5 separate regions of the Mus musculus genome follow, and regions 1, 3, 4 and 5 are each linked to region 2. A link is a contact called in public Hi-C, HiCAR-type and HiChIP or PLAC-seq data. All regions are on one chromosome and are shown on one strand. Each heading gives the region's core, a stretch centred on a gene start, on an enhancer-like site or on the middle of the called end of the contact. The rest is flanking DNA. Distances are from core to core; before and after follow the strand shown. Region 1 overlaps Gm36819 (a long non-coding RNA gene). Region 2 overlaps Nsmce2 (NSE2/MMS21 homolog, SMC5-SMC6 complex SUMO ligase). Region 3 has its middle 35 kb from the start of Gm19510. Region 4 has its middle 66 kb from the start of Gm19510. Region 5 has its middle 4.7 kb from the start of Gm19510.

Region 1 (3,784 bases), core at 630-3,129, 380 kb after region 2:
TGGTCTCAGTGTCCTGACAGAGCAGATCCGTTTCCCAAGCTTCTCCATGGATACCCTGTCTTCTGCCCCCGACCTCTGTATCACATGCCTTCTCTGTTTGAACTCTTTGTTAGCATCCTTGAAAAAAAAAAAGTCATGTGTCATGCTCTCTGCAGTTTCCACTCCCCAGGGAAGGCTTGGGGCTTATTCCTTGCGCTACCATGGCTCTGTGTAGTAACTTGTGACCTGCAACCTAGCCATTCCCCAAGAGAGCTTGCGTTTCTTCAAACGCAATGCAAGGATCATGGCAATTCATTCCTTAAAAGCTTTGTGTTGGGACAAATACAACCCCAGCCTCACGCAGGCCTGGGGCTGGTGAGTCACATGACAGAAGCCAGCTCTTTATGATTTTTAAAAATATACTGTGGTTCTCATTTTCACACCATTGAAACTACTTGTTGTCTAGGACCCACTCTCTTGAGACTGGCTCATTGGAGTAGAGGACCCTGTCCTTCTGTCTGGCTCTGCCATCCTGGGTAAGTCTCCTTCACAGACTCAGTTTCCCCATCTGCTGATGGTGGTACTCAGCTCTCTACAGAGATCAAGTGATCACAACCAAAGAACACTTGGGATGTGAATGTGAGGAATGGTGTACAATGGTCTTTTGCCTTAATTTTCTAGCGTTTGAGTCTTCTTTACCCTGGATGGCTCTGTGCATCCTTCTTAGCAGCAGGATCTCTGGCCTGAAGGCCAGCCAAGCCTCCAGGACCTCTCATCTGTTGAACACTGAGCAGGCAGCCATGTGCCCAGAGGTGCTCAGTATATGAAGAGTAAACTGCACGGTAAAAGCCATGCATTTACAGAGCATGGTCATGCCACAGAAGCTGGATATGGAAAGATGGCAGCTCTATATGCATATGTAAGGTCAAAGCCCACAAAAGGCCTAGCAAAGGGCAGGGTGATCGTAATGCAGCCGCTGCATTATTCATTCAGAAAGGCAACCGTTGCTCTCTGGCTTTGGGAGACGAGGGGGAGAGTAAACAGACATGGGTCCTTGAAGGGACACAGTTGAACAGCTTAGGGACTGACCTGACTGGGGCAACAGGGAATAAAAGAAAGCAGGCACAAAGGCACAGGCGCAGGAAAGCTGGGACCAGGTGGGTCATGTGCTCTGATAGAACTCAGCAGTTCATTTCATACACCCGTACTAAGGAGCTGGGTTGGCTGTCCACAGCTGAACAAGTGTGTAGTATGCAGCTGAAGGAGGAGGGCAGACTTAACTAGTCTTGGTGGGGGTCTCTATGGGGAGCAGTCTCGGGCTGTGAACACACGGGAGGAGGAAGCTGCCCTGGACATTTTCTGCCAGTATCCAATATCCATGCACCAGGGAAAGGCTTTCTAATTCCCGTGAGTCTGAGGCATTGGTGGCATTGACGTGACCACTTTCGTGGCCCTTTTCCTGTCACCAACAAACATTCACTCAGGACTTTATTCACTCCCCGCAGTACCAGGCATATACGAGCAGAAGCATCCTGTCACAGAGTGACGTCATCTTTCTGGAGTCATCTCCTCTTCCCTCGTCGTCCCACTCATTCCTCTCCTGTGCTGACCACATTCTGGGGAAGGCCTGGAAGAAATGGAAGCCATCCTTCACGAGTCCCCCACCAGGTGCTTGGCACGGTGCTCTGCATCTGATGTGAAGTTCGCACTAAGTCCGGGACTGTAATTCTCCTTTTGCTGACAGTGAAAGAGTCCTCAGGAAAGCAGGGTGCCTTTGCGCAAGGCCAACCAGCAAGAAACAGGACCTGGATGACAGAGCCAGCTGCCTCCCCATATGAGGGCACTGGGAGAAGCGGGGTAGGCAAGGAAGGAAGCGGAGTCATTCACTGCCTCAGGCAACAAGCAATAGATTTCCCTAGATCCCGTCTGCTAGGCACTTAGATGCTTGGAAGCTGAGGCTGCAGAAACTGGCTTCTTTCTGACTCAGAGGTGCCATCTTCAGGCCAGCGGAAGTGTTGCAAACAGGAACAAGCACCTGCCCCTCTGCTCTCCACTAGACAGGCACCACCAGATGCTGGCTGGGGAAGGGACCTTCCATCTTAAAATATTCCAGAGTGAGGCAGAGGGATGGACTAGCTCAGAGTTACAGAGTTAGAGATGGCAGAACAGGAGCTGCACCCCTATGACCCCGTCAGTGACCCCTCACTTTCCAGACTCTCTTTCATCATCTTTCATCATGCATCCTCACTTTCTTCCCACTCTCCTCTTCCTCTTTCTTCTTCCCCTTCTTCCTCCCCTCCATCCGACAGCTGTTATTGAGCACTTTGTAGGTTTTGGGCATAGTCTCCCGCCTGGGATAGGAAGTCTGGGTGCGGGAAAGTCTGCTCTCAGGGATCGTTGTTGAATTGATTAGTTGACATCGTAACTTTCCAACTATAGCTGAGATGCATAGAGCAAGTCTTACCACATTTCAGGCCCTCCATAGAGGCTTCGTCTCACTGACTTCTCACAGAATAGAAGATTCAGCCGTGGGGCAGTTTGGGAGCATGCTCAGTAGGACCCAGTAAGTTGTGGAGCCGTGACTCAAAACCCAGATCCTTTCTACCTCAGAACCAGAGATGTCAACTGCAGTGTTGTATGTCTTCTCTAAAGGATAACCCAGGAAGCAGGCATGTTCTCATAACATTTTGTTCTCTACAATATTTGCTTGTTCTGGGTCTGAGCGAGGTGAAGGCCATCTTCTCCAGTTCCTTGCTTCTGAATTCTGAGGATTTTTATTGAGGTATTGTTAGGTCCTGGTTACTGAGCAAGGTATCAGGCACAGGGAAGGGACTGACTCAGAGAGAATCATGACGTGTAGATGGCAGTGTTACAGAATCAATTAGCAATCATGTCTTTGTAGAAGCACTCCACATCACTGGGAAGGATCCAGTTACATTGTCTGGTAGAAGTGGCCCTCCTCTCCCAGTTGTGTAGTGAATTACCTGAGTGACCAGACATACAGTCCCTGACTCAAGTCTCCTAGAAACACAGGCCAAATTCAAAGAGCTGAGAGACAAAATGGTCACATGAGCCTTTACAGGGCAGCTGAGGGGCCTGGGAATCCTAAGATAAAGACGGGTTTCTGGTCCCCTCAACAGGGGCCATCATCAAGTTTTGAGGAAATGAGCCTCTGTGTTCTGATACCATTTTAGTTTCCATTTCTTCATTAGCTACAAGCTTGCATTTCTCTTAAGTTCACAGGAATCCTGCCTTTGTTCTTCCTTTTTATGGGGAAGGTCTAGCTTCTCCTATGTGTGTGGATGTGCTCATGAGCACGCACGATTGGCTCCTGAAAGTAGAACTCACCAGCTTATAGGTGTCATATCCGAAGCCAGAAGATGAAGTGTGACCATCAGAAGCCACTTAAGGAATTTCTCCACCAAAGCTACAGTGACATCCTTAGACAAGGAAGCCCCATCATGTGCACGTGTCTTAGGCAGAGGGCAGTGCAGCACAGAGATGCGCTTTAACACTTCTCCTCCCTGCCTTTGCTCTGGATAGCATATCTTCACTTCCCAAGAACAGTGTGTGTGTGTCTGTATATGAACATGTACACAGATTTTATGTGCTTAGTGCAAACACACATACCTCAGAGGAATGGATTTCCTAACAGTTCTGCCAGGGCTACAACGGGGGAGGGGACTCTCTAATGCCCTCGAAATTTCCAAGATTCTTTTCTCTTTCAAAAATAACAACTCTTTTAAGATTTCATTTTTCTCTGCCCTGAATAGAACGACAACGTAACAAAAATTGTAACATCGAA
Region 2 (3,782 bases), core at 1,138-3,637:
ATGACCACAAGTGGTTTGGATATTTGCCTGGAGTCTTTTATGCTTTCACAGTGTTGTTGGTGTGAAAGGGAGACTTGAATGAGTTGGTTCTTTCTGTCACTGCCACACTTTGACCTCGTGCAAGATATTTAACTACTGTGAGCTATCTATTCCTCACATCTGTGAAATTGAGATAAAGTTGCTTTTTTAAACTTAAGGCTTTGGGCCACTTGGAGTTAAAAGTGCAGATGTTCACTAGCAATAGCTACAGCCCTCATCCCACCCTACCTTAGGGATGGACTTTGTTAGCTGAGCACTTAAAAACGTTGTCTAAAATGGCACCCTCAATATTTACTTCATTAGATGCTCCCCTAACATCTGAGAAGCTTTCTTCCCAGTGCTTACTTAGCACAGTGTGCCATAAGCTCTTCTGACTAGTAAAGAATGCCTGGCTCCCCAGCTAGACCCACACCCCGTGAGAGCAGTAGGAGCAGTTACTTTGTTAATCCATAAGTCTTCCAATGCCTAGGACAGGTTCATGTGTAAAAGATATTCAGTAAATCACTACATTACTGAGTGGATGAATACATAAACCATATATGTTTCTTTAAATATTGTCAAAAAGGATTTCTCTAAAACAAACAAGCAAACAAATTCTGATAGGTGAGATTAGCATTTTCATGTGTTCTCTCTGGAAAATGAGAATCCTCAAGCCATATACTGAGTGCACCAGTGTTCCTGTTGTTCCCAGTATTAGAGTGGGTATGGTGCCATGAGCAGCGTACTCGGGTGATTTTTCAGCATCATGAGTGCTTACATGCACTGAGCAGCAGATGCTTAAAGGTGGTAAGCTACCTTACTTGGCTGCCATCTTTGGGTGTATCCTAACAGGACTGATCATTAAAACCAGATCAATAGCATACCTACATATTTGGCCTTACTCTTTCTCAATTTTTATCTAAGCACCTTGAAGGAGGAAAGGTGTTCATGTCTGATTGGAACTGCTCAGTGGTGGTGTTACAACACCTTGGCAAACTGTAAAGTCCACTTGGTGTGTCATAGTGAACCACAAGGAAGTACTTTTTTCTCCAGGGTTTAGTTAGAAGTCAGACTCTTGCTAACTAATGATGCTTGAAAACATATCAAACTATAAATAATTTGGTCCGGTAGATTATACAACAGAAGTTGGCATGAGATAAGGGGGACAAAAGGTCTGTGCTGGCCATCATTAAATATATATGGATATTTCTTAAGCATGGAAGCAGTATAGGAAAATATAAATTATAGCATATCTCCATATGTGCATGTAACAAGGGTATCTACAGTGAAAGCACAGAGATTCTCTATTGAAACACCTTTTTTAAAAAAAAGATTTATTTATTTATTATATATAAGTACACTGTAGCTGTCTTCAGACACCCCAGAAGAGGGTATTAGATCTCATTACAGATGGTTGTAAACCACCATGTGGTTGCTGGGATTTGAACTCAGGACCTTCGGAAGAACAGTCAGTGCTCTTAACCACTGAGCCATCTTTCCAGCCCCTGAAACACCTTTTAATAAAATTTTTACCAAGTCCTTTTGCTACATCTAGGTGGAGGCAGTGTTGGCTTATATTGGTGTACCTGTGTATGATGAGTTTGTTTGGTGGTATGTCATAAATGTGGGCCAACATCCATAAATGCTTCAGTGCTTCGCAGAATGCCTAGCGTTCTGTCGGGTCTCAGTGCCTGTTTGTTGAAGGAGTGTTCTGAGGACATTTGAGGCAGTCTCTGTAGATTTTTAGGATTAGCCAGGTCCCATAGCTTTTTTATTGAGCTGACCACAAATTAGAAATTAGAATACTGAATCTTCTTACTAAGCAGAATAAAAGCAAACTGTTCCGCTAATATATGCTAAGTGTGCTTAACTTTTAAAGGAAGACTGGAAAGCATTGGGTGTTTTTTATTTACCTAACTGGTCATCTGAAAGTCAATCAATTTATCTGAGACTCTGGGTTCAGTTACAAGAATGACTAATTTTATACTAGATTCTCACATGATTCAAGAAGTGTGTGAATGACTCAGACCATTAATATCTTTCACTCCTGTGATCTCCCCTCCCAGTGCGATGTTGCCTGTAAGGCAGTAATGATAATTGCAGGAGGAGGAGATCTTGACTTTGCCCAGTGGCAATAAAATGACACACTTTTGAGTAATTACATATGCATACAGTATTTTACAGAAGAAATGAGCTATATTATCATCTCATAACTATATTAATATTGTATTTGTATGTTGTGAAAGTAGTGCGCAGTTTCAGTAGAGGTTGAGTTCCACCTTTTGCTTCTACTCGTACCCTCCCCTACTCCCTCCCCAAAAAGCAAACAAACTGGCTTTTGTTCAGTGGAAAGACTTGCCAGCAGAATAAGTAAGTGAGCTCATTGTATGTCCCTTGCTGACAGAGGAAACACTGCAGTCACAAGCGTCCAGGTTTGAGTGTTAGTTAAAATGTAGCTAAGTGACCAGAGAGATGGCTCAGAAGGTAAAGGTACTTGCTACCAAGCCTGATGACCTGAGTTCAGTCTCCCAGACCCTCACAGTGGAAGGGAGAAAACAATACCCAAAGTTGTCCTTTGGCCACTTTACATGGTCAGTGTAGCATGTACATGCCCACATGCATACAAATCAATAATAAAATAAAATGCAGCTAATTACTCACAATTGAGGTTTGAGCCTAAACTGAGCAGCTCATTGAAGACTGTTTGGTGATTTGTGTGTTTTCTGCATTACTGCCTCATCTTTTTGAAATGAATCATTGAATAAGGTCTGGGTATTTGGCATGAGCTTCTGTGCTTTGCGCTACTCTTGCCAGAGTCCCAGATGACTCACACTGAGTCGGATAGGCACTTCTCAGTCTGTGTTTAGCTCAACCTCTCTGAGACATTTGACACATCTAAAACATTTCTTCCCAAAATTTTGGGGTACTTGCTTTTGTTGCCTTGTTAACTCTTATGGGTTTTTAACTCTTCTAGCTGCCTGTTAAATGTAATATTCTCCAAAGTTCTATCCTAGTCGTCTTTGTGCTTCCACTTATTCAGTCTCCTTGGTGATCTCATTCATTTCCATGGTTTCCATTAAAATCTATTCGTGGAGGCCTCCATGTGGGTGTCTCCAGTCTTAACAGTGTAGACCTGCGAATCCAGCCTCCTTGCAGATCCGCCTCTATAATGATAATCACAATAATAATCATGACAACAATAGCAGCTTCTTATTATAGAACACTGTGTCAGGTGGCTAAGGGCTTTATTGCTTTGTTCCATTTATTTTGAGCAACTATGAAAAATTAATACTGTTATTTTCTACCACTATGAGTGGAAATTGGTGTTGGATGTATAAAGTGCCTTTTCTAAGATCATAGCAGAGTTTTATATTCCAAGATCAAATTTTTAATCTTAACACCTTAGATTAGCCTGTCCAGGTGGATTCTATATTGTCTTCTTGTACACACATACCTTCTATTGCCCTCTGCTGTACATGAAAGGACACTTGAGAGCTGGAAATGGAATTCGATGGTCCATCTCTTCCCTAGCCTGAGACAGATCCTGGGTTTATCCCAAGCACTAGACATTCAAATTCTGCAGGCACAGAAGCACTGTGTTTACTTATTGTTGCTTGGTTTTTTGTTTTTGTTTTTTCAGACAGGATCTTAGTCAACATACCTTGGCTTTAAACTGTGTGGCCAAGGGATGCCCATGAACTCCTTGATCTTCCTGCTTTCACTTTCTCATACTGAGATTTCAGGGCCAACATGAGCATGCAACC
Region 3 (4,089 bases), core at 282-2,781, 310 kb after region 2:
GACAAACCAATATAAAGTCTGTTGGAGATTGGTTCTAATGCTTTGATCCAATTGGGAATCTGTATGGCCTTATCTAAGGGTCCTTGTCCCCAATCGGTTTTTGATCAAGCAATAAAGATGCCACTGGCTAATGGTTGGGAAAGGGGTGACAGGGCAGGGCTCTTAGAGTTGCTGTGGGGGAGGAGATGGAGGATCGCCATGATGCAGTGGGAGGTGGAAGAGATTAAGAGCTGCAGAGGGAAGATCATCTGAAATGTAGGAGGAAAGGGAAGCAGCCCCTGACAGGGCTGCCCAGAAGTGTCTTGGGCAGTAAAGACCAATGGGCCTCACAGAAGGTAACAGGGCAGCAAAGTTAAAGGTAGATTTAGAAGGTGTTGAGCCAGGAATACTGGAGGGAAAGTATGCTAGCCGTGGGAGGATTAGAACTGCCCAGCCATTAAGCTAGACAGCATATTAAAAATAAGCTAATGTGTGTGTGTGTGTTCCATTTGCAAATCCAAAGAGTTCCTGGGCAAGTAGCTGGAAGCATATGACCTGCTGGGTGCACAAAAACGGTGTAGCTAAAAACTCACCGCTACAGAATCCACTGTCTACTTGGAAAACATACATTTATTAATTACTCTATGTGGTCCACATTTAATATTGTCCAGCATGCACCAGACATCGGAGATACAGAAATGAATCAAATTCTATTTAGGGTACTGAGTGTGAGACTGGCGTTTGGAGACTGAAATGCTAGCTTCATATGCTGCCTGCATGACTAGAGTAGTTACCTACTGAGTCTTAGGCTCCTCATCTGTAAAATGGGTCTCATAGTAGCAGCACTGTCCTCAGGGGTTAGTGGTGACGATAGATGTGGGAAGCCTCATGGTAAGTGAGCTAATTTGAGATTTAGAGCAGTGCCTGGCATATAAAGAATGCTATGCAAGGTATTTCCTCAAGGAATTAAGTCTGTTGGCAGAGGACACCTCTCTCTCTCTCTCTCTCTCTCTCTCTCTCTCTCTCTCTCTCTCTCTCTCTCTCTTTCTCTCTCTCTCTTTCTCCCTCTCCCTCTCTCTTTCTCTCCCCCCCACTCTCTCCCTCTCTCTGTTGCTGTTGCTTTCTTCATTTAAGGAACTGAAGAGTTGATCAGATCTATTATGTTCTTCATGTTGTGTTTGGGGCAGAGGACTCTCTTTCCTTCTTGCCTCCCATCCTATGGAGTAAGACTCCATCATGAGAAAAAAAAAATAGACTCAAAGCACGCTATGGTTGCCTCTGCTTTACACTATCAATAACAAGACTGGGTGAGAAGAGGCTGGGAATGCAAGGTGCTTGGAGAGTGTTCAGCAAAATGCCACCCACTGGCCTGGGAGGGGAGGGGGTGAGTGGAGGGAGGAATAGTTTCCATTTTTGTCAGGGACCTCACTGTCCTGTGGAGCAGATGTAGCTTTCAGCCTCTGGCAGTGAGGATGGCAAGACAGAGCAGAACAGAGCCCATATTTGGCCAGGGAAGAAGTTCACTTCTCTCCACACCCTCTGACTCACCCTCCCGGCCCGCCAGCCTGGGGCTGAGCTCACAGCCCTCTGACTCAGGCACTGTGGGGTACCCTCTTCAGAGAGGGAGGTTGTCCCAGCACCGAGCTGCAGCCTCGGTTGGGACTCTTTCTCTTTATTAGTTCCTGCTTGTTCTGGGGCTGAGCCTGATGCTGTCTTTGCTGCTGCCCCTCACAAAAGCCCTTTCCACAGAGGATGGGCAGCTCTGAAGAGACCCTTGCATGCAGAAATGGGTCCTGCAAGGTTTGACTTTGTTTTGGGATGTCACCCTTGTGTCTCCCCCTGGAGTAAGCAGTAGACAGTCACTTGGATAGATGGAAGAGTTTTTCCTCTGATGGCAGGAAGGGGGGGGTGGTGGTGGGAATAAAGGGGTGGAGAGGTAGGAGTTCTTGACTCTATGTGACCTCACCCCTTTTTAGGTTTCCTAGCTACATGTGTTAGCCAATCTCACAGGAGATAGCAACTGTATAGGGAACTTTCCAGGCTGCAAGAGCACACGCTCAGAGGAGCTGTATTCGTTCCCTTATTGGTTTTTGTGTGGTCCCTGGAGATTAAGCACTGCTTCTCCTTGGAGCTGGTGGAAGTCCAGACTCTCAGCTCTGACCTGGCCAGCTGGTTGTGTTGTGATTCTTCTCCTGAGGACAGACAGGCATGATGAACTTTGGTCAGCTCTGAATACTTGGACATCTGCTGAGTTTCACACCCCAGACCTATTTCCAGAGGTTGTCACCTTACTGGGCTCAGGTGCATCCTGGACACCTTCAGAGTTGCCTGGGTGACTCAAAGGTGCAGGAAAAGGTCTCCACCATGCTAAGTGAGTCAGGGTGATGCTGATAATCCAGGCCACACACTCCAGTGCATTTAACATCTGGTCGGGCACAGAAAGGAGCCAGCCAGGCTAGGCTTAGCACATGCAAACACATGTGAACCGCAGAAGATGGAGGGTGACTGTTATCAGGGTGACACAGCCCAGCGCTACTGGCTACTGACCTGAAACCAATTGGATTATTGGCACACCTGAATGCACAGCACATGAAACCAGGGGGCCGCACGCATCTCCTGGAGTTTTGAGAAATGCCAAGAAATAGGGGCTGGGGAGATGGGTCAGTGGGTCACTTGATGCACGAGTGTGAAGACTGACCAGGATCCATTAAGAGCCAGGTGGGCAAGGTGGCCACCTGAAATCTCAGCATGTGGGAGGTAGAGATGTGATCCTCAGAGCAAGGTGGCTAGCTAGACCAGCTGAAATAGCAAGTACTAGGTTTAGTGAGAACCCTTGCCTCAGTGTAGAAGACAAAGAGCAACAGAGAGTCAGTATCAACCTTGGGCAGGTACACATTCGCCTGCACACATGTGTATCTACACATATATGAATGTGCATACACTCGAATACATGTAACACACCCACACTCAAAAGAGAGAAAAACAAATGCCAGAAGTAGAGCTTTTCATGAAATGCCTTCTGATTTTAACTGTGATCTCACATCCAAGACTTGCATAGGTTGAAGCCAGACAGGGGTCCAGCACTGAGAGGCAGAAGTAGACACAGGGTCCCACCTTTAAAGAAGTTATTTGTAGTTATTACCCACAGACAAAAGGGGTGTCACTGGGTATATCAACCACACTCCCAGGCAGCCCCATGCCCAGTAGTAATTAAACAATACAAAGCAAACTCCATTTTATTTCAAAGTATGCTGTGCTCTAAGCAGAATAGTCTAAATGTGGCCTGAGGTTTACACACACATACACACGCGCGTGCGCACACACACACACAGACACACACAGACACACACAGACACACACAGACACACACAGACACACACAGACACACACACACACACACACACACACACACACACACACACACACACGATCTCTATCCCAACTCTGGTGATCACCTGCTCCAGTTTTCCAAAACTCTCCTGTCTGTAGCATTAAAGGCCCTTATCTTACTCAAACAAGGATGGAGGTCTCAGGGTAGTGGCCCTAGTAAAGTGTTACTTCCTGGCTTGCTAGCATCAACTGTGCAACCTACCACACCCATGTCTGAAACTTGGGGTTTTATACCTGTTTACTTGTGGTGGTGGTCATCTGACTTAATCATTATGGGCTTTGCCTCATTAATAATATGGAGGCAATTAATCATAGGCTGTGGCAAGGCCCCTGAGCAGCTCTAGCTGTCCCAGCAGTCATCAAATGCTACACGAGTGCAAGCTGGTACTATTCAGGTTTTGCATCAGAGGATGGAGTAAGGAGAGTGCCACCGATCAGTGCAAGTTCCTCTAATGCCTTGGCTGTAGGTCTGTCAGAGCAAGTGCAGTGCAGAGCAGAGGGCCAGAGAGCTGGATGCTGAACACAGGGACCTAGAACGGTGGGCTATGCCTTTACGGAAGTCGGTTCACTTCTCTGTGGCTCATGACCTCAGTTGTAAGCTGTGTTAACCACACTCACCTTCAAGGATGCTGTGGGGCCAATGAGGTGATTGATGTGTGTGACTGTGAGACCCTTTTAGGGGATGCATTTCAGGTAGGAGGTTATTGTGCTTTGAATCTG
Region 4 (3,933 bases), core at 408-2,907, 280 kb after region 2:
TAAACTCCACAAGCCAAGGCGGGAACTGTGTGTTTCTTCAAACGTAAAATCTTCCATCTTCCAGTGTATCCAGGTGGGGGATACTACATTGGTTGGGGACTAATGTTTAAAATCCACTTTCACCAAGCCTGAGCTTTGAGGACCATTTGGGTCTCACCATTAGCTGTGCCGTCTGGGGCAGCAGCTTGCTTTTCTTATTTCCAGGGGCTTCATATGCAGAACAAATGACAGAGACACTCAGATCCGCTTAGCTGTGCACATCAAGTATATTTGTGGAGTCATTTTGTAGTTGACAGACAAGTGTACAAATGGGAGTCATGACATGTGGAAAACAAGGTGGTAGCCACCAGTGAAAAGGACACAAGCCAGTGACTCCTGAAGTCAGGTTCCCAGAGGAATTTGAACACACTTTTGGTTAGCAGTGCCAGTGTTGGGAAGGCACCCCTTAGAGGTCCTGTTTTAGAGATTCTATTGGTAGAGAGAATTAACTGAGGTCCTATTCTTTTTGTTGAAGTTTATGAACTGATCCCTAAAGAGAAATGGGTATCGCTGGGGACAGGCTAACAGCTGGCATCCATCTTGGTGGGCTGTGGCTCATGGGTGTGACCACTGCACCCAAGCACCTGACAAACACAGATGAAGCAGTCGTTAAGTTCCCAAGGTGTGGAATGGTGGCACACGTGTGTAGGGTGGGTCTTTCTACGTCACTTAACCCACTCTAGAAAGTCTTGTACAGTTCTGCCCAGGAGTCTTGTCTGCTAAGTGATTTTAGATCCCACCAAGCTGGGAACTCAGAAGGGCCACCCATGCAGAAGAGAGTCCGACAAAGGTACCTGAGAACCTGATGCTACAGCAGAGTGTCATGAACCTGGCGTTAAGGCAGAGAGGATGGTACGAAGGCCTTGAGGTGGAAGAGAGCTCAGAGGTGGAGCAAAGTGGGTAGAATTGTAGAGAGGGAGAGGGAGAAAGGCGGGGGGGGGGCAGGAGGCTGACTTAGTTAGAGGTAATGTGAGGTAATCATTTCAACTTTGCAGGCCACGGTCATGGTCAGGCTTAACCTGGCCCCTAGTTATTTTGTGACCTAGGTGTGTGTCCTTTCTTTCTGGGTTCACTTTTTATTGTAGGCAAAAGGGTTGTTTGGACAATTCACTCTCAAGCCTCTCTGTCTGTTGTAAAACAAATCGACAACCAAGACCCACCAGCGCAAACAGCGGCATAGAGACTCTAAGAAGCACAGACGCTAGTGTGCACGCGCACATGCGTGTGTACGTGTGTGTGTACGTGTGTGTGTGTGTGTGTGTGTGTGTGTGTGTGTGTGTGTCTGTGTCTGTGTCTGTGTCTGTGTCTGTGTCCGTGAAGCTCCCACAGAGAGGATCACACCAGATGGGGGCCATCTCTGTAGGCTTCTGCCTGGGCTCACAGATCAGCTTTAGGGTCCACCCGCACAGCACACCACATTTCCATTTGCACAGCAAGGCTGCATCCTTGTCATTTTCTCTCATCCCAGAGTGCCTGGGGCCAGAGGGGACAGGGCAGGGCCCCCGTGTGCCGGAAACTTTTGTTGACCGTGCACATTTCGCTCTACAGGATCAGCACAGCTGCTGTCTTGCCTCATCTCATCTCTGACCCTGAGGGGTGGCCTTCACCCAGTTTGCTAATGTGCTCAGTTCCTCTTTGGGGCATATGCTTGTCCCTCCAAGTTCTCGTGGCTGCGTGGAAGTGGACCTAGGCCCAGAGGGTGACTAAGAGGGGAAGCCCCTGTACTGTGTGGCTCCCAGAGGCTCCTGGTTGTGTAAGGGCCTTTTTTTTTTTTTTTTTGAGGAGGTTGCAGGCAACAGGATGAATCATAGCAAACACACGTGGCTCTAGCAGGGGACAGTCCTTCCTTATGCTGCTGTGGAAAGCAAAGTTTCTTAAAATGAATCAGCAGTGCCTGTACCCCAGGCTGTGGGAGGAGAATGAGGGTTCGAGTTACAGATTTCCAGAGTATTTGGGTGTGGTCCCCAAGGTCTGACAGTTGAGACTGCAGGGACCTAGGTCTCTGGGTCTTTCAGAGATGGAAGGACCTGCATCGCTCACTTGAGTTTTGGCTGGAGACCTGTTACTTAATGTGCAAAAGCTACTTGTCAGGACTGAAGGAGAGATGGGGTGCATTTTCAAGTGAAGAGACATAGGCTCTGAACCTGCAAGTCCCAGAGGGTCTCCTCATCTGGATAACCCAAGAGAGATATTTCTGGCAGCTATTCAGTAGAAAAGAACTCTTCATGCTTTCCCAAGTAGCAAGGCAGAGAGGAAAGTGGCTAGGAACTACCAAGCTTTGAAGTTAGCGTGAAGTTCACATCCCGTATGGTGTTTTGGAGTGAGTCTGCAGACAGCTGAGCCCTGCTTTCTCTTCTGTAAAATCAGGAAACCGTATCTGCCAGCTGAGCACACTGTGAAGAACACAAGCGGAAGACAGGCACCATGGCAGACTTCCGTAATTCCAGCTCTCAGGGTGAGGCGGGGGTGGGGGTGGGGGACGGTGCGAATGGAGATTGTCACAAGAGTGAGGAAGACCCACAAGGCCCCCAGTAGAGGGCTTTATAGAACTCCTCAGTAGACACTAAGAGACCAGGGTGGATAGCCAGGCATTTTGGCTCATTAGCTGTGTGTTTGTAGGTTTGTCTTTTAGTTGATGTGCGCCTGAGTTTCTTCATGACTTCTTAATAGACTTGATGGATGGGATGATCGTTGCAAAACTGAAAGTGGTTCAGAAGCCTGGGACATTCTGAATGCTGACCAGTTAACAGCAAACCCCGCCTCTTCCCACCTTTCTGAAGTCTATTGGGCCTACATTGATATCATCATATTACATCCTAATGATACCAGGCCCTTTCCTTGATCCTTTGGGGGCCCCAGCTCCTAGCCCAATTCACTCCAGCTCTTTAGAAGATAGAAACAAGTGTAACCTACTGCTATCTAACAAAGGTTATCACAGTGTCCGTCATCTTACCAGAGCTCCGGGCGGGACGGGGTGGGGAAGACAGATGAAGTGATCATTATCAGTTTTATCTTTCAAAAGATAAAATGGGCTTCAGAGAGGTGGAAAGAGTCAGGATTTGCTGTGGTCAGCTGGAAAAAGGCACTGGGTCGATCCGTCTTGGAGGAAAAGGAAGTTCTTAGGTATCTGCTGCTCGTTTCCCTTCAGAGATAAAACAACTTCAGAGTGACCAATCTTTATGCTACAAAAGATGTTGGATGCAGCCCACAGTTAGTCCAAACTCATGGTGCATAAAGACCCAGAGATGAGAGTTCTATTCACAGGTTTTGTCAGGGCAATACACTTAAATTTTGGGATTCCCTTCCCTTCCCTTCCCTTCCCTTCCCTTCCCTTCCCTTCCCTTCCCTTCCCTTCCCTTCCCTTCGCAGTTGTGCTCAAGGGCACTGTGGGAGGGGGTTCATGGACAGGGTAGGATCATTTTAGGATAACTCTGTACATTTTTTGGCCCACCTTTCAATGATAGGTAAGGCCAGTGTTCCCTTCCTTTGAATCCGAGCTGGTCTCTGTGAGTCAGATTCATAGAAGACAGCAGAGGCTTGGCTCTTTGAGGCCCTAGTCTCTCAAAAGCCCACAGAACTCCTACATGGTTTTCTTCTATCACTCCGAAATGCAGGTAAGAGGGCTGACAGCCTCAAGACAGCCATACTGTAGAGGTTTCTCTGACCGCCTCACCAGAGGCAGCCTTAGCTGCCAGCATCCCGGACTGAGATTGGATGTATCCGGGAAGCCCAGTCATTCATCGGCATTCAGATGGATACAGTCCATCTTCATGAGGCATGCCCCTCCCTAGAGCAAGGACTTTTAGCTCTGAATTCTTGGCCCACAAAACCAGTAACAAAATAAAGGGGGGAGGTTGTTTGTACCACGGAGTGTTGAAGTCATCCTCTTCACAG
Region 5 (4,054 bases), core at 820-3,319, 350 kb after region 2:
TGACTGATTCCTGCACCGCCACACCCACTTCAATGGGAAGTGCCTCCTTGCCCTTCAAGGCCTGGGTCTGCAAGCCTGTTTCTGACAGGAATGATGCCTTGTCCCTGTGGATCCTTCGGAAAGCTTGTCACCTCCTGTGGGATGTGCTGAAGGATGGGGCCTCTGTGTGATTAAGTTAACCAAGGTCTACATGCAGTGTAATATAGTCTAGAGACTATTCTGTATGCGTCACACACATCAACGGATTTGATCTGTGTTACAATGCTATAAAGAAAATACTGTTGTGGTTAATATTTTATGGGTTATAACACTGGAACATGACATATTACTAACTTTTCTTGTCGCTATGAGCAATTACCTCATAAGACGTAACATAAGAGTTGGAGGATTCCTTACGGTGGGGAAGTCACGGTGGGGGGAGAATTCCCATGGTGTTTACTCACATCTCTGGGTACCAGCGAACAGATATAGGACAGGAAGTGGAGCCAGACTATAAACAGAGGCATATTTCCTCCAGCTGGTCTCCACCTCCCCAAAGTTCCATACCTTCTTCTAACAGAGCTACCAATTAAGAACCAATTGTTTAAACACATGTTCGTGGGGGGTGGGGGGGTGGCGGGGCATTTTTCACCCAAACCCTAACTTATGTGGAAGCTAGTTAAACTCTCCAAAGTCACATGGCTAGAACATTTCACAGATAGGATTTGAACCTAAATCATCTGGTTTGCCACAGGGACCTAAATCTGGGACATAGGCAGAGGGTTTTGATCACCTCGATGTGGATGGAGGGTGACCTTGATTTTGCAGATGTGGTGAGCTGTGGAAGGACTTCATGTTCTCATAGTGGATAGTCTTGAGGTGGATTTCAATTGTACTGTGCAGAGGGAGAGAAGCTGTGGGGTTGGGGTGGGGACCAGTCCCTGGGTCCTGGTAGTAGAGGGATAGTTTCTTCCTTTATCAAATTTGTGACTAGAAGAAGACAATCAGTTGTTTGGTATTTTCCTCCCTTTCCTGGAAGTGCCAAGGCTGCATGAAGAGAAGCTTTCAGAAGCTCTGTGGGTGGCTAGGAACATCTGGCATGGAAGTTGCTAAGCAACTCCAGAGGCCTGCCTTCTGGTGAAGCCTGAGAACTGGCCTGGCCTCCTTGGCCAGTGAAGGACATGGCTTCCTTAAAACACTTGTATCCTGTGCCTTTCAGCATTCTCCTGGTCAGCCTTGGGTGACAGTGATGAGTGTGGACACATAGAATATTATCAAAGCAGACAGTATTTGCTGCAGGCTCTTTCTGGGGACCCTGGGACCAGCCATTGGACACTTGGACTTGGCATTTTGGATATTCCCAACCTGCTCTTTAATGAGTCTAATTTCGTGTGTGGGTGACAATGGGAACAGAAGTAAAGAGGGAAGCTGAGATGTACTGTAGGCTGAATTAACGAATTTCAAATTATATATTGAAGTAAGAATCCTTGTGGCTTCAGAATGTCCCTGTACTGGGGAACAGGCCCCTTAAAGAACTATGTAATGTTTACTGATATCATTGGGGTCGTAATGCTTACTGAGACTCTTGGGGAGGTATATTAATCCAAGAACTGGGCTCTTCATCAAAAGAGGGAACTTGAATCCAGACTTCCTATAGAAGAACACAGGAAGGAGCCAGCCATGAGGCAGCCCAGGAGAGTCAAAGCAAGCCTGCTTACACTCTGCTCTTGGACTTCAGCCTCCAGAATTACAAGAACATAGATCTTGGTTGCCTGAGTCATCCTGGTACAACATCTGCTTCTTCAGCTCTAGCAAGCTATTGGAAGGGGTCATCTCATTCACTGTGCCCCCCGGTCATGGCACTCCCATCTCCATGGGGTCAGTCTAGCCAAACAGGAAGGGATTTCTGGCTAGAGAGGGACTGGGTGTAGGTGACACTGGGCATGGGCCTACAGGGCTGTCATAGGCTAGATGGGTAAGCCTTGCCCTTAGGGAGCTTCTAATCCCATGGAGAGACAAGTACACTGTGAGCTAAGTACCTATGAGTCACTCAGTAATGAAACATTCACATGAGACAGCAAGAGAGGTGAGAGTCCATGGTCCAGGATGATGTCATAGAGGCTTGCTTCAAAGGCTCAGCCTTGGGGCCGACCTGTGCATAACAAGTGTGAGGTCCTGAGTTCAAATCCCACAAATCCTTATAAAAATCCAGGAATGGGTATGTGTGCCTGCAACCACAGGGACTAAAGCAGAGAACAATATAGAAAAGTACTTCATGTCCTTGTCTGGCTTCTGTGTATGCCTACACAAGCATGCACACTCACACACTGTGGTGTATATGCCCACCCCTGTAACATGTATCCCATACCTCTCTCTCTGTCTCTGAATCTGTCTCTGTCTCTGTCTCTCTCTCTCTCTCTCTGTCTCTCTCTCTCTCTCTCTCTCTGTCTCTCTGTCTCTCTGTCTCTCTGTCTCTCTCTCTCTCTCTCTCTCACACACACACACACACATACACACACACACACACACACACACACACACACACACACACACACGATGCAGAGAAACACAGGGTTTTCTCGGGCACTGCAATCAGACACTGGAGGAAAGAGTACCCAAGAGGAGGTGTGTACATGTGAAAATGCTCAGAGGCACTTACTATGATGTCGAAGACCAGGCCTGGAGCTGCATCAGACAGGCCACCACACACGTAGGCTGGGTTCGGGAACCTCAGAAAGAATACAATTTATCAGTCAGTGTGCTGGGCCAGTGATATCCTAGGCTAGTAGGGGGAACCATAGGCAGGTCACTCAGTTTTCTGGGATGTCAACACTCTCTGTTGCAAAAGTAGCAATGATCACAGCTCTTGCCTTGTAGGGGTGCTGTGAAGACTAGGTAGGTGTACTGGCTAGTTTTGTGTCAACTTGACACAGCTGGAGTTATCACAGAGAAAGGAGCTTCAGTTGAGGAAATGCCTCCATGAGATCCAACTGTAAGGCATTTTCTCAATTAGTGATCAAGGGGGAAAGGCCCCTTGTGGGTGGGACCATCTCAGGGCTGGTAGTCTTGGTTCTATAAGAAAGCAGGCTGAGCAAGCCAGGTGAGGCAAGCCAGTAAAGAACATCCCTCCATGGCCTCTGCATCAGCTCCTGCTTCCTGACCTGCTTGAGTTCCAGTCCTGGCTTCCTTGGTGATGAACAGCAGTATGGAAGTGTAAGCCGAATAAACCCTTTCCTCCCCAACTTGTTTCTTGGTCATGATGTTTGTGCAGGAATAGAAACCCTGACTACTAAGACAAATTGGTACCAGTGGAGTGGGGTATTCCTGTGACAACCTGACCATGTTTTGGGGAGGACTGTGGAAGGACTTTGGAACTTTGGGCTTGAAGATCCATCCATTGTTAAGACCTCTGTCGGATGTTGTGTAGGAGCTTGGAAGATAATGTTGAGAACACTGCAGAAGTTGGAGCTCTGGTGTGTGAAATTTCAGAGGGAAAATTAAAGACTCTTTTCAGGGCCATTCCTGTTTTGATTGTGAAGATTCTGTAGTTCTGGTTAGCTGGGGCTGAAGAATCAGCTGTGATTAACAAGATACCAGAACTACTAAAGCAAAAACTTTGCATTACTGGGACTATTGATGCTGGTTAGCTGGAGCTAAGAAATTAGCGGTGATTAAGAAGAGACCAGCATCATTGAGGTGACATCTTCTGGGAAGTATTTTCTGAAAGCACAGTGGCTGTGTTCCAGATATAGCCAAAGTTGTACCTTGTGCTGTGGCTGGACTTGGTAATGTGTAAGGGTCACCCAGGTGGTACTGGTTTTGAAGGCATGAAGGAGTTGAGCAGAGCAGCTGAGGCTTGGCACAGTGAGAGGCCATGGAAGGCCATTGGTGAAAGTGCAGCCTCAGTTGCAATTGATGGCCCAGGACTGAAGGGGTCATGCAGTGTTTTGGAGATGCCAGTACCATGAGATGACCACCAAGAGCAGCAGCAGCAGTGGAGTACAGGCATCTGGAGCCTAGAGGATGACTCGTGTGCTACAAAGGGCCTGGCTGGAGAAGTGACCCAAGCCCTTGG

What was found. Hi-C and Micro-C count contacts between places; a contact is called where the count stands out from the background. HiCAR-type assays count read pairs that join an accessible place to other places. HiChIP or PLAC-seq counts read pairs in DNA pulled down with a chosen protein or histone mark.
Region 1: a contact with region 2 is called in a HiCAR-type map of fibro-adipogenic progenitors, with 4 times the contacts expected there. The contact joins two enhancer-like sites. A contact is called at or near these places in 1 of 15 datasets of contacts at CTCF or cohesin (CD8 T cells), 7 of 115 datasets of contacts at active chromatin or transcription factors (astrocytes, a beta-TC-6 cell line, embryonic stem cells and 2 more) and 1 of 9 other capture datasets (embryonic stem cells).
Region 3: a contact with region 2 is called in a FOXA1 HiChIP or PLAC-seq map of pancreatic cancer cells. The contact joins two enhancer-like sites. A contact is called at or near these places in 2 of 115 datasets of contacts at active chromatin or transcription factors (pancreatic cancer cells and stem cell-derived neural progenitor cells).
Region 4: a contact with region 2 is called in a Hi-C map of muscle stem cells, with 2.6 times the contacts expected there. The contact joins two enhancer-like sites. A contact is called at or near these places in 1 of 484 Hi-C or Micro-C datasets (muscle stem cells) and 1 of 9 other capture datasets (bone marrow-derived macrophages).
Region 5: a FOXA1 HiChIP or PLAC-seq map of pancreatic cancer cells shows a contact between it and region 2. The contact joins two enhancer-like sites. A contact is called at or near these places in 1 of 484 Hi-C or Micro-C datasets (muscle stem cells) and 3 of 115 datasets of contacts at active chromatin or transcription factors (differentiating embryonic stem cells, extraembryonic endoderm stem cells and pancreatic cancer cells).

Annotation. Positions count from the first base shown.
Region 1 is chr15:59,826,677-59,830,460 of GRCm38.p6, forward strand. Gm36819 (a long non-coding RNA gene) reads left to right here. Exons shown (of 3, transcript XR_384128.2): 2 at 446-515; 3 at 1,485-3,784. Among named protein-coding and RNA genes, the nearest start is that of Gm36819, 5.2 kb to the left of the region's middle. Within about 2 kb of position 1,880, at least 93 of the 459 cell types and tissues checked have an H3K27ac peak or open chromatin away from gene starts, as enhancers often do. A contact at or near this core is called in astrocytes, fibro-adipogenic progenitors and pancreatic cancer cells, where this site is marked.
Region 2 is chr15:59,446,089-59,449,870 of GRCm38.p6, forward strand. The region is part of intron 3 of Nsmce2 (NSE2/MMS21 homolog, SMC5-SMC6 complex SUMO ligase); the gene reads left to right. Among named protein-coding and RNA genes, the nearest start is that of Nsmce2, 74 kb to the left of the region's middle. Within about 2 kb of position 2,388, at least 160 of the 459 cell types and tissues checked have an H3K27ac peak or open chromatin away from gene starts, as enhancers often do. A contact at or near this core is called in astrocytes, bone marrow-derived macrophages, fibro-adipogenic progenitors and 2 more, where this site is marked.
Region 3 is chr15:59,758,285-59,762,373 of GRCm38.p6, forward strand. No RefSeq gene overlaps it. Among named protein-coding and RNA genes, the nearest start is that of Gm19510, 35 kb to the right of the region's middle. Within about 2 kb of position 1,532, at least 148 of the 459 cell types and tissues checked have an H3K27ac peak or open chromatin away from gene starts, as enhancers often do. A contact at or near this core is called in pancreatic cancer cells, where this site is marked.
Region 4 is chr15:59,726,619-59,730,551 of GRCm38.p6, forward strand. No RefSeq gene overlaps it. Among named protein-coding and RNA genes, the nearest start is that of Gm19510, 66 kb to the right of the region's middle. Within about 2 kb of position 1,658, at least 184 of the 459 cell types and tissues checked have an H3K27ac peak or open chromatin away from gene starts, as enhancers often do. A contact at or near this core is called in bone marrow-derived macrophages and muscle stem cells, where this site is marked.
Region 5 is chr15:59,797,607-59,801,660 of GRCm38.p6, forward strand. No RefSeq gene overlaps it. Among named protein-coding and RNA genes, the nearest start is that of Gm19510, 4.7 kb to the left of the region's middle. Within about 2 kb of position 2,070, at least 49 of the 459 cell types and tissues checked have an H3K27ac peak or open chromatin away from gene starts, as enhancers often do. A contact at or near this core is called in pancreatic cancer cells, where this site is marked.